Regions from separate parts of the Danio rerio genome. Here region 1 is linked to region 2. Evidence: chromatin contacts called from public Hi-C data. All regions are on one chromosome and are shown on one strand. The core of a region is the stretch at or near the end of the contact, and the rest is flanking DNA. Distances in the headings are between cores, read along the strand shown. Region 1 holds the start of mpeg1.2 (macrophage expressed 1, tandem duplicate 2). Region 2 overlaps rgl1 (ral guanine nucleotide dissociation stimulator-like 1).

Region 1 (6,545 bases), core at 1,607-4,106, 56 kb before region 2:
CAAGGTGTTGGCTGTACTGAGGTGGACAACGGTACTGGTTTCCTGCTTGAGGGTTGCCAGATTGGCAGCTAAATAAACCCCCAAATGGCACAGAGGATATTGTTCCTGCCTCATAGTCATTGCTCAGACAAATCCTCATGCCGTTAGTCAGAAATACTTGTTCAAAATAATTTGCAGGGCAGTCATGAGATTTGGTCTGTGGGTTTTGTAAAGATGGTCCAAATAGACCCCCAAATAGGTATCCGGTGTTTTCAGGGACTGTCTGACTTGTGGAACACCAATAAGTGTCAATTTGTGCCTGGCGGACGTAGTAAACATTTCCACATACTTGATGACAACAATCCAAAATTAACCAGCATGAATGACATTCCTCATGGCACTCATAATTATTATAACCCTGCTGTACGTTCTCAGAATGTAACCGAGTGGCACTGTATGGTTGACGGCAAGTAAAGTCACCAGTGTCTGGATTTCTTTGTGCAAATTCATCACAGATGACATTTCCATCTGGTGACTCAGGAGTGCATGTTTGGTAAACGCCACCAAATGTCAAATTGGTGACTGGACCCTCACAGGACGTGTCGTTCACATTGGCCTGAAAGTTAAAGTTTTGAGAACTTTGATCTGTGCAGCCTGGAGTGGTGTTTATGTTGTAGTAACGTTCTGCAGCCTTCTGCACTGAAAAGGCAAGCTTATGTAAAGTGGGAACTGGGAGGTCAGGGAATACGGCTGGATTGAGAAAATAGTGAATCGGCAGACCAGAACGGTCAATTGCCACAAGATGATTTTGAGTGCTCTCTTGCCACTTCTGCATAGTGATGCCTTGATAGAATAAAGCCCCGCCGTGGCTCTGAACTAATGAGTATGTGATGTTTTGCTGGTAAGTGAGGGTTTCAGAGGTTTGCTCGGTTTCTTTGCTGCCAAAGTTAAAATTAACCATGTTAAAAAAGTTAATGCCTGCGGATGCAGAGACAGAAGACCTCTCTGAATTAGTGTCAGAGACGTAAGACCTTTTTATATAGTCCTCCTGCACTAAAGTGGCACCGGCATCGATGCTTGTGATGACATGGGTACCATATTCAAGTATGACTTTCTCTGACAAATACATTGCTTGACGTGTTTGATTGTTCTCAATAGCATCTGCGAGTTCCGAGATCTGCTGGGAAAAGCGGGAATCCAGGGTGAAGTCAGGGTAAGCATTCACGGTGTACAGATGGTTGCGTACCTGAGAAGATAACACAAAACAATGATCAATACTTTTTTAGTAAATTTTTATATTTTCAATAAAATTAATGTAAATATGAGGCTTAGAGTATTTGTTTATATTAATATTATTAGAAAATGAATGTCTTTAGATGGGCACATCTTTAGGTTGTGACATAAATTGCCAGAATTTACCATAAATTAATATAAAATTAAATAAAATTGAATTAACACTTTTAACAAGCTCTTTATTTAAAAATAAGATAAACATTTCCCTAAACATTTTCAAATGATGAAGGAAACAAAAATCACTGAAACATAAATTTAGGCGATGCAGTGGCGCAGTAGGTAGTGCTGATGCCTCACAGCAAGAAGGTCGCTGTTTCAAGGCTTGGTCAGTTGGCGTTCGCGTGGGTTTTCTCCGGGTGCTCCAGTTTCCCCCAAAGTCTACAGACATGTGGTACAGGTGAATTGGGTAGGCTAAATTGTCCGTAGTGTATGAGTGTAATGAGTGTGTATGGATGAGTGTAAAGATGGGTTGCGGCTGGAAGGGCATCCGTTGCGTAAAATATGTGCTGAATAGGTTGATGGTTTATTCCGCTGTGGCGACCTCGGATTAATAAAGGGACTAAGCCAAAAAGAAAATGAATGAATGAACATACATTTAACTGAAAGTAAGTAATTTTTTTTTTATTTTAATGTTAGCTATTACGAAACATCATTTTACTTCCTTATATTATGAAATGAGAATAAGATTTAATTAAATATTAATATTTTTTTACATGTGGATATGGTTATAGCCTATCTTTTCTGTTTAAAATAATACTAATGTGTATAAAAATGTCCTTGAACAGACGCGTCCTCTTGTTACGAAGGCTTTTTAATGCCCACACCACGATTGTACTGTGAGTGCGGGCCGTAATCTGCCCTGTATTTGACTTTTTTTTTCTTTTTTGACATTTGACACAAATCTATGTTGTCAAATATTATCCAGAGTATGTCAGTGTTGTCAAAAATATAGTTTAAAGCTTTATGCTAACAAAATGATAAAAAAAAAACATCAATTTAAGAATACACTGTAAATATAATATACCGTTTTGGCCATTAAATAAAAATAAAACATGCTGCTTTTACTTTTCTGTCTTACCTGAACTCGTGTTGTTACGGAATTCCCTCTCACTTGGTGTATTTTCATGCGCGTGTTTTCCTCAGAGAATTTTCCGTTTAGAACAGTAAGGTAGGAAGCGTCTGCATTGATGGATCCTGACGTGGAGCTTCTCTGATCCAGCCATGACATTATAGTCTCAGAGTGAGTTTCCACTCCGCTTGTTTTTCGCGGAATGACAAACACTTCGTCTGGGATGAGATAAAGTCCATCTTCTGTGGTCTGACACTGGGAATAGGTCAAGTTCATCACCCGTCCCACGTCTAAATTGCGCAGGTTGTCCCAACCTCCACCTGGGAGCACCTCTAGAGCTGTTAAATTTGAGTTTTGGCGGCATTCGCGGAGACCATTACTGGGTCTGATAAAGCCATCAGATTTGCAGAAAAGGACGAAGAATGTAAGGAAAATATATAATAAATTCATGATGAAGTTTAAGGAATTGACCTCTGACTGCTCTCCTCCTCACACGGTTTCGTTTCTGCCCTAAATATACTTCGGAGGCGTGGCTTTGGAATTTTTGTTTTCGGAACAGTCAAACTTTCCCAAAAGAAGGAAGTATCTAGATAAGTTGAAGAATGTTGTCTGTTAGACTCCTGAAAATCAATGTTTTACAAGTTTCCTGAAAAAAAAAAAAAACTTTTTCCAAAGATATTTGTTGCTTTTTCTGTCTTTCTATTTTATTAACTATTTAGATGCAGGTTTATATCTTCACCATTTTTAATGAATTTGTATAATTGAAATTGATTATTAAAATTGGACATTTATGCACATTGGCATACACACTAGGCATATATTGTGTAGTTCTAGTGTACACAATGAAAAAAAAGTTGTTGGATTAACATAAAACATTATGTACATTGGTTGCACATAATATAGTTTATTAAACGTGATTTTTTACATGTTAAATCAACATGATTTTTATATGTTAAGGCTACATGATTTAATTTTGATTAAATAACACGACTTCTATATGTTTAATATGTTCTATATGTTCTATATGTTCTACATGATTTCTTTATTATAAATGGGTCATGAAGCATCAAAACATTTTTTGAGATGTTGACAGTCATACTGTATATGTGTCCCACATTGTTAATACCAGTATTAGGACATATACTTCACAAAATGAATCTAATTGGTTGTTTTTACAATATTTCGAGCAAATACGTTCTTCTTATACGATCTTTAAAAAATAAAATTTGAAGCTACATCGCAGCCATGAGATCTTTGTGTAAGTTCCAGTGTGGACACTGGATCTCTGTACTGGCCAGTACAACATGACATCTTTGAGTTTTCATCATTAATTCATAAAAAAGACTTGGTTTGAACCAATCAGCGGGCTCTTCTGTGAATGTGGCACAACTATATTAATATGCATGATATAGCTTCGAAGACTGTTTTTACCTGTTACAGTGTTTAAGACTTTTATATGTTCAAACTACATAATTTCCTTATTATAAATAACATGGTTTAGAAAAAGTTCAAACTACATGATTTCTTAACAATGAAAACATGTTTATATGTTCAAACCACATAATTTGTTTATAATTAAATAACATGATTTTAATATATTTTAATTACATTATTTCTTTTTGATTAAAGAATGTGATTTTTATATATACTCTGAAATACCCTTCCTAATGAGCTTCGTACAATCACTGACCTGCCACCTTTTAAAGCCCACTTATTTAAATGGGCTTTTCAAAAGTTCACACTTAGCTGATGATTGATAATAAAGCTAGTTTGGCATGCTGTCCCAGGAGAGAGCCCTGAGCTTATAAGATCCTCGAGCCCTGGGCTTCCTCCCGTTGCAAGGCGAGAGGGGAGTTTGAGCTCGGGTAGATCTCGATGACTCCCCCTCTTGCTTGTAGCTAAGTGTCAGATATGGATGCTGAAAGGTGTACTCAGAGTTTAGCTAAAGTATTTGGATTAATTGTTTAGAGTGCTTGTTTTTGAACTGTGGGAGGAAACCGGAGGACCCGGGGAAAAACTACTGCAAAACCACTGAATTTTGCTGAGAGTACAAGTAAGTTTATAGCTGAATATTGTGGGAATTTCCAAAGCCAACTATGAGAAGTGATATGTTTTAACTCAGGAATTACCAATGTCATCCACTACATTTTAAAGCCATTTGTTAAAAAAGCATGCTAGACTATGGTGCAATGTGTCTATTCTGTGCATTAATGCTTTCCAAATATGCTTTATATATATATATACTGTAGATTAAAAAAACATGAACTGAATATAATTGAACAGATACATGGAATTTAATCTTCAATCTGTACTTTTATCTTCATGTGAATGCTGGGAACATGCAGCTCAGCAATCTAAAGAATGAAAACATACTGTAAGACGCTTTGAGATGGCGGTAAACTGAGAACTGTTCTGACTGGTTTCAGCACATTTCAGTTTAGACGCATGCATAAACAACCATACTTAAACCTCACCAAAAGAACTTATCATAATGTGATTTATCGTAAATTATCAATCAGGCAAATAAGATAACTGGTCAAAAACAACATTCGCTACAGATTCTATTTGACTCCTTTATGGAAAACACGGCAATTGTGATTTTTAAAGATAATACACATCCCCTTCACTCAGCTTTTGAAGTGACACAGGCGCAGGTTTAGAATTCCTAAAGCCCGAAGAAATGCTTATAAAAAGTCATTTATTCCAATTGCAGTTGTTGTTTTAAATCGGATGACTGTTTGAAGTGAATTGGGTGGTTGCCAAGAATGATCTGCAGTAATATGTACAGTATGGGGCTAATTTGGTTTTAAATTTTTTAGCTTACGCTGTTGTCTTGATGAGTGTTTCTATTGTGTGATTGTTGTATGGTTGTATGTATGCAGTTGTTGTTTTAAATCAGTGTTAAAGACATGCAGAACAGACAAAGTTTAAACTAAAAGGGAATTAAACTATATAAAATACTTAAAAATCATGCATTTAATTTTGTATTTTCTTGGTAGATTCTAATATTTATGAAACTGTGTGTCAAAGTGACATATTTGAAGTTTCCCAGAGTCAGTGTTCACATGTATTGAGTTCACCAGGAAACAAAGTCATGTTGACAACTGCATGCTTAAGAGGAAAAACTAGTCTGATTTACAAAACATCACGAGGAACATGACGCAGCATTTTTGAAAGACAATCTGAGACTTGTTTGGCATTAATGAATATTAATTCAGGTGTCAGCAATTGAAGGTCCAAAGCCACTGCCATAAAATTTTACAGTAAAATATAAAGTCCTCCTTTTTAAAAATTCACTGCTTCATTTACTCACCCTTGTTCAAATCCTATTTAAGTTTCTTTTGTTAAAATAAAAAAAACATTTTGAGGAGAAATGCAAGTTGTTTTGACACATTGACTCATTTCTTTTCTACTATGGAAGTTGATGGGTCCCAGCAGCTAACATTCTTCAAAATGTCTTCTTTTGTGTTCAAAAAGAGAAAGAAACACGAGGGAGGATAAATGATGAGGTCATCAACTATCCTTTTGTCATAGTACAAAACTTGATTTTTAATGCTTGTTATATTAGTTTTTAAGTGTAGTAAAATGAGTACTTATTAATGAATGTTTAGGGCAGGGGTCACCAACCTTTTGAAAAATGAGAGCTACTTCTTGGGTACCGATTAATGTGAAGGGCTACCAGTTATTAAAAAACACATTTTCTTAATTTACTTTTCATATGTTATTATTAATATGTTAATACATGTTGGTGACCCCTGGTTTAGGGTGTCACAGTGGCGCAGTGGGTAGCACGATCGCCTCACAGCAAAAAGGGCGCTGGTTTGAGTCTCGACTGGGTCCGTTGTCATTTCTGTATGAAGTTTGCATGTTCTCAACGTGTTTCATGTGGTCAAAAGACATGCTCTATAGGCGAATTGGGTAAGCTAAATTGTCTGTAGTGTATGTGGGTAAATGAGTGTGTATAAATAATTCCCAGTGATTGGTTGCAGCTGGAAGGGCATCCGCTGTGTAAAACATATGCTGGATAAGTTGGCGGTTCATTTATTGTGGCAACCCTGGATTAATAAAAGAATTAAGCCGAAAAGAAAATGAATGAATAAATAATGAATGTTTATTTTGCAAGAAAATGTTTAGTTTTAACATTTAAACATAACCATACTGATAATGTTGCAACTGTGCAAACAAGTGAAAATAACAAAATATG
Region 2 (6,175 bases), core at 1,142-3,641:
TGGCCACCCCAATATAATTTTGCGGTTGACATTATTGATTTAAATGAACTCATAAATTTCCAATATTTAGATAAATAAATAAATAAAATGCAGTCACTAAATTATTGTTGGTGTTACTGACGTAGCTCTCCCCCTCTGGTTCAATGCTGGTGAAAGCAAACTGACGCATGCGCGCGGAAAACCATTCCCGCGCGCCTCACGCACTTCTGTGTGAATCCCAGTTGGTTGTTTGCATGCACGCCGACATAATAGGCACCGCTCATGCGCCGTGAAACCGGAGTAACAGCCTTTTGTGCAGAGGTGTCTCCACGCAGCGAGTTTTGAAAGTCGTTTAAAGTTTATATAATATGATGATGATGATGATGATGATGTTACTTTCACTAAGCATGCCTTTAAAGCAGAAAGGAGGGATAATGAGTCAGGGAGGTAAGACTTCATAACATGATTTCTCAGCCATAATCTGGTCTAAGACCACAGATAATTCTATAATACATTTTTTGTATTCTTTAGAATTGTCATAATTAATTTTCATGCAAAAGGTTTCTTAAGTGATGTTGGCATATCACTCCAGTTGTTGTTTTCCAGTAATATTTGGGATTGATTTCTGTTATTTATTTAGAATAATAATTGTATATTAATATTAATTGTATTTATTTAGAATAAATATAAATAAATTGTTATATTTATTGAATAACAAATCTAACAATTCAAGAGAGGTGGGGGTGTATAGGGTGGTTCGCCCAGGGTGTCATTTAAACTAGAACCACCACTACCCTCCCCGATCGTCATTGACAGCACGCACACACCTTCAATAGACAGCAATGGCAATTTAATATTTACCTTAAGCTACAGTATATCAATAGAATAAGCTGCATTAATAAAATGGTTCAAAAAGCAATATGGATAAATAATATTATTAGTTATAGTGAGTGTGTATAGTAATGCCTTTTGTTCAGTTTGTTCATTTGTTTGGGTAATTAATAAATTCATTATTCTTTCATTCATTTTCTTTTCGGCTTAGTCCCTTTATTAATCCGGGGTCACCACAGCAGAATGAACCGCCAACTTATCTAGCACATTTTTACACAGCGGATGCCCTTCCAGCTGCAACCCATCTCTGGGAATAATAAACTCATTAATCTTCATTAATTTTAGACATGGCATATCTCGTATGATGTACAATAAAGGCACGTAAAAAAAGAAGTTATTTATACAGTATATGAAAAGTGTTTTTAAAATAAACATAGATTTTTATTTGGTTTGCACATGTACTTGCTGAATTATTTCAAAGAATAAATTGCAATATTTCAAGTAGAATTAATTAAATGAATAAAAACTACATTATTTCATTTACCAGAAACAAAAATATAACATTACACTGAATTCATTATTTTTTTTGTGTGCCACCCCAAGATTTGGTGCGGCCTCTTCTGGCCACCCCTAAGAAAATTTTCTGGGGGCGCCACTGTACCGAACATACAGGAGATATAGCCCTTTTACAGCAATTTGCTGTAATCGTGCTAATCTGATTAATTTCACAATAAAGTTCTGAATACAACATACTACTGTGAATTTATACAGTTAAATCATGTAAAGTGATACTAAAGTAATTTACTGTGGAAAAATTACAGTAACATGTTTTTTACTGTTTTTTTTTTTTTTTTTTTTTTTTACAGTGTATGCTTCCGTCTAAAGCTATTTTTAATATAATTTTGTTTCGTAATTTCCTGTATTTTCTTTATTACATGTACTTTTTTATTCTCATAGTGGAATGCTGATTGTTTGTCTACATTTTTTATGTCAAAACAAGAATACAATTTTTTATTTATTTTTAAAGTGGATCTTACAGAAACGCTTGGGTATTGGAAAGTGATTGTAATTCTGCAATTGTTTTACAGCTTTCTTGCGGCGACTGCCCTTCATTCTCACCCCGTTTTCTTTCTTCTTTCGCAGGTATGGCAGTTTTGAGGATTGTGAAGGAGAGCGTAGCCAATGTCAGACTGGAGAGAGCAGAAAAGCTGTTAGAAAGTAAGTTCATTCTCAGCCATGGTTATCTGTGCTGCTTTATCTGCATTGACTTCCGTGCAGCTCTCGTGTTTGTTGTTTCATTTCCATGGAGGATTAAAAATTGAGGTCAAGCTCTGTTTTATTATGTGTGAGTGTGGAAGCAATTAGAAAAAAAAGGCCACTGATGAATGACGGTGTTTGATTGCTTCATGAATCAAAGCATCGCAGTTGAATTGTTGGTTTTCTCTGATTTATGCAAACATCTCTGTGTTATTCTTTCAGAGCTTTGGCCTCTATTCTGAGAGCCTGGCTGGATCAGTGTCCAGAGGACTTCCAGGAACCTCCGTCATATCCGAGCTTGCATCGTGTGCTGGGTTTCCTGCAGAAGGCCATGCCAGGCTCAGAGCCAATGCGCCGCGCTCAGAGTCTGCTAGAACAATTGCGTGTCCAGGCCAGCCTAGAGAACGAGACTGAAGGTAAGTCGTATCCGCTTACTGTTAACTATTTTAGCCATCCTGTCTAACTTTTTACCTCTTTGTCGGGGAAGTTTAGACGGGATACAGCTGTGGATACTCGCATCAATATAGCACTGTAGAACAATAATGAATACTTTTACATTACTGAGAAGGGAAGGTTAAGGTTTGCGGTGGGGGTAGACATTAATTACATACAATTTAATGGCTAATTTAATAAATTATATAAATAATACTCTGTATAATTACTGTTTTTACATTACTGTGATAGTTGGGGTTTTTAATCGCATGTCGGAAAGCATTTTAGCTTTCCTGTAAAATATAATGATGACAGAAGAAGTTGTGGTGCCACCTAAAGGCTTTCTTCGGTTACTAATTAAAGGTGTTATCTGTCTTTTTTAGCTTGCATTAATGCATTCAGTGTGTAGGTTAAACATTAAAAGATCGAGATCTCAGTTCAAACACCCATGCAACATAAATTATAAATGATGTGATGAGTTGCATCTGTTTATTAATCCTTCGTCGCGCTGCATTCAAATCTCCATTTTATTTAAAGAGAGATTCAGTTTTTACACTTTTTCAGTTAATTATAAACAATCATTTTTACAGAAGTACTGTGATAACCGTTTAAAGTTGAGATATAAACACTGATGTTTATGGTAAAGATTAAAATCACCTTTAAAAAATATGTCACAGAATGGTTCTTTAAAAAGTATGCATCTACTAATGAAACATGAAGTAAATTATTGAATCAATAATTAAAAATGAGATTAAAAAATAAATATGATGTGGTGTAAAAGATTATGTTAGAATGTTAAATCTAGCATTATCAGCAACAGTAGCAAAATCATTTTTCACAGTATTGAGTATTGTACTTTTTTATTCTGCCTATATCTTTGTTTATTAATAATAGCCATAACATTATGTATAATGTAAGAATACAAAGAGTATCAAGACATTTTAAAAATTTGAAAAAAAAAACAAAACAATAATAATGTCACCCGTCCATACATGGTATAATTGTCACAAATTTTGTCAAAACATTTCTCACTTTGATGTTACATAAAGGTAGTTGCAATGGTTGATGCAATGATTGCAACCCATCTCTGGGAAACATCCATACACACTCATTCACACTCAAGTAAAGTAAAGACAATGTAGCCTATACCAATTCACCTGTACCGCATGTCTTTGGACTGTGGGGAAAAACTGAGCACCCAGAGGAAACCCACGTGAACACAGGGAGAACATGCAAACTCCACACAGAAATGCCAACTGACCCAGCCGAGACTTCAACCTGCGACCTCCTTGCTGTGAGATAGCACTACCTATCCCTGCGTCGCCTGGTATTTCTTTATTTTTATTAAAATTACAGGTTGTAAATTATGTTTGTTAAAATCAAATGACATTTGTCTCCTCCCCTTTTTTGCTGATCTGAGAAATGGTCCGATCCATGACTCGAAAACTGCAGTGTGATCCAAACCGTGAGATTTGTGATCAGTTACACCACTAGCGGCTAGACATTAATAAAATCCATCCATTGATTCTCTTTAACTTCCGACCACAGCTGTATCCCTTCTAGCAACAACCCTCTTTGTCCATTCACGTATGTCTTCCTGTGCATACAAAAACATCTGCTGTCCGTTTGTTGCAGGAGGCTTTCAGTACATCAACCCGTTTTGCCTTGGGGAGGATGAGGAAGTGGAGATTGACTTGCAGGAGGACTTCTTCTCCTTCGAGGTTGACCTCGTAGCAGAGCAGCTGACCTATATGGATGCGGTGAGAGAAAAAAAAAAGATTAAATCTGTTGTCCACTAACTATTCGAGTCATGGTGATTTTAATTGTTCCAAACATATTAACTGGTTAGTTCACATCAGAATGTAAGCTTTTTTTTTGGTAAACATTTACTCGCGCTCAAATCATTCTAAAATCATTACAACTTTTGCTCATATTGTGAACACAAAATGAAGACATTTTCAATTATATCTAAGAGATTTTTGTCGCTCCATTAAAAGCCTACTCATCCTTTGATATTTTAAAACAAATAGAAAAATATGGATCTGCATGAATCAAACAGCATAATCCAAGTCATCTAAAGAGATGTAAACAAAAAATTTTTAAACAATATGAACATTTTGAAGTGTCACCAAGATGTACAAACATCCATTTAGTTTTGGAATGATACAAGAGTGAGTAAATACTAATAGAATTTCTATTTCGAGCTTGAACTTATCTTTTAATAATAGTCCTCAGATGTCATCTGCCAGAGCTATATTTATCTTTTCTCCTTTAAAATGCATAATATTCCCATTGGAAACCTTTATAAACAATAGTTCACCCAAAAATATTACTTTTATTTACTATTTACTCAAGTGGTTCTAAACTTTTATTAGTATTTTTCTGTTGAACACATTTTCTATTGATAAAATCTGTGAAATATTTAGCAAACCGGTAACAGTAGAAAAATACTTTTAGTCAATGGGGTACCAGTTTCCAAAGTTCTTCAAATTATCTTAATTTTTGTTTTTGTTGCTAATCATAAACTCTGCGTACCCGGTACCGGGTCCGTGACTTCATTTACTTACGCGTTCTTTACATTTTAAACTTTAAATTTTACTGGCCCAATAACCCCATAGATGGTTCTATTCCAACTGATGAGAAAACAGAATAACTTTTGCATAGATTATGATAGATACATTTTTCTATACATACATTTTTTTTCCTATGATTACTGACATGTTCAGGAACCAACAAAATTATTTACGGCAACCAAACCACACCAAAGTTTTTGTTTTTGTTGCGTTTACAAAAAAAAGCACTTCTTTTTTTTGGAGGGATTTATTATAACACACACAACATATGCAAGTATTTAAATCACTTTCAATTGTGTTTTATGAAATTTTAAAGGGTTTTCTTTAAAACGATACCAAACTTTTGCATTTACACCTCTGCATGTGTATTTGGAAAGCTTTTGAATTAGGGTAGGCAAAATCCAGACAGAAAGCCCACAATAGCACTTGACTTTAAAAACTGAATTATGCCTTTTCAGTGAACTATCCCTTTTAAGCATTAATTCACTTAAAAAATGAAATTGCTGTTATTAATTACTAACACTCATGTCAATCAAATCCACTGAGACCTTCAATCATCTTCAGAACACAAGTTAAGATATTTTAGATGAGCATACAGCAATGGATCAGAGATGTTCAAAGTCCAAAAAAAATTGTCAAAACATTCCATATCAATAGTTCAACTGTAATCATATGAAGCTCCAAGAACACTTTTACGTCTTTTGTGTCAAATCAGGATGAATGTTTACTACTAGCAATATGGGGCTTCCATGTTGTACTGCTGACTCTAATGCCCAATACATCTTACTGCTTGTAGTGAATGTGCACCGTGACTTGACTTGGTCGAAAAGGTTATCTACCAAGCATCATTTTTAGTTCTTCTTTTTTTACCACACAAAAGTGTTGATGGAGCTTTGTATGATTACATTTGAACCACTGATATCACAGGGAATGTTTTTGCAATGCTTTTGCTTCCCTTTCTTGACTATGAATGTGTCTGAATCATTATTTTCTATGGATAGTCAAGAAGGCCTCGAATTTCTCCTATGATATCCTAACTTTTGTTCTGAACGTGAACAAAGGTCTCATGGGATTGGAAGTACTTGAAGGAGAGTTATAAATAA

Evidence for each region. Hi-C and Micro-C count contacts between places; a contact is called where the count stands out from the background.
Region 1: a contact with region 2 is called in a Hi-C map of embryo, with 1.5 times the contacts expected there. The contact joins the promoter of mpeg1.2 here to the enhancer-like site in region 2. A contact is called at or near these places in 2 of 18 Hi-C or Micro-C datasets (both in embryo) and 2 of 4 datasets of contacts at active chromatin or transcription factors (caudal fin and embryo).

The regions. Positions count from the first base shown.
Region 1 is chr8:21,221,533-21,228,077 of GRCz12tu, reverse strand. It overlaps mpeg1.2 (macrophage expressed 1, tandem duplicate 2), which reads right to left and starts at 2,856. Exons shown (of 2, transcript NM_001020586.2): 1 at 2,351-2,856; 2 at 1-1,225. The coding sequence starts at 2,791.
Region 2 is chr8:21,165,632-21,171,806 of GRCz12tu, reverse strand. rgl1 (ral guanine nucleotide dissociation stimulator-like 1) reads left to right here. Exons shown (of 18, transcript NM_205637.2): 4 at 1,954-2,028; 5 at 2,290-2,483; 6 at 4,135-4,259. Among named protein-coding and RNA genes, the nearest start is that of plin3, 19 kb to the right of the region's middle. Within about 2 kb of position 2,391, at least 12 of the 62 cell types and tissues checked have an H3K27ac peak or open chromatin away from gene starts, as enhancers often do.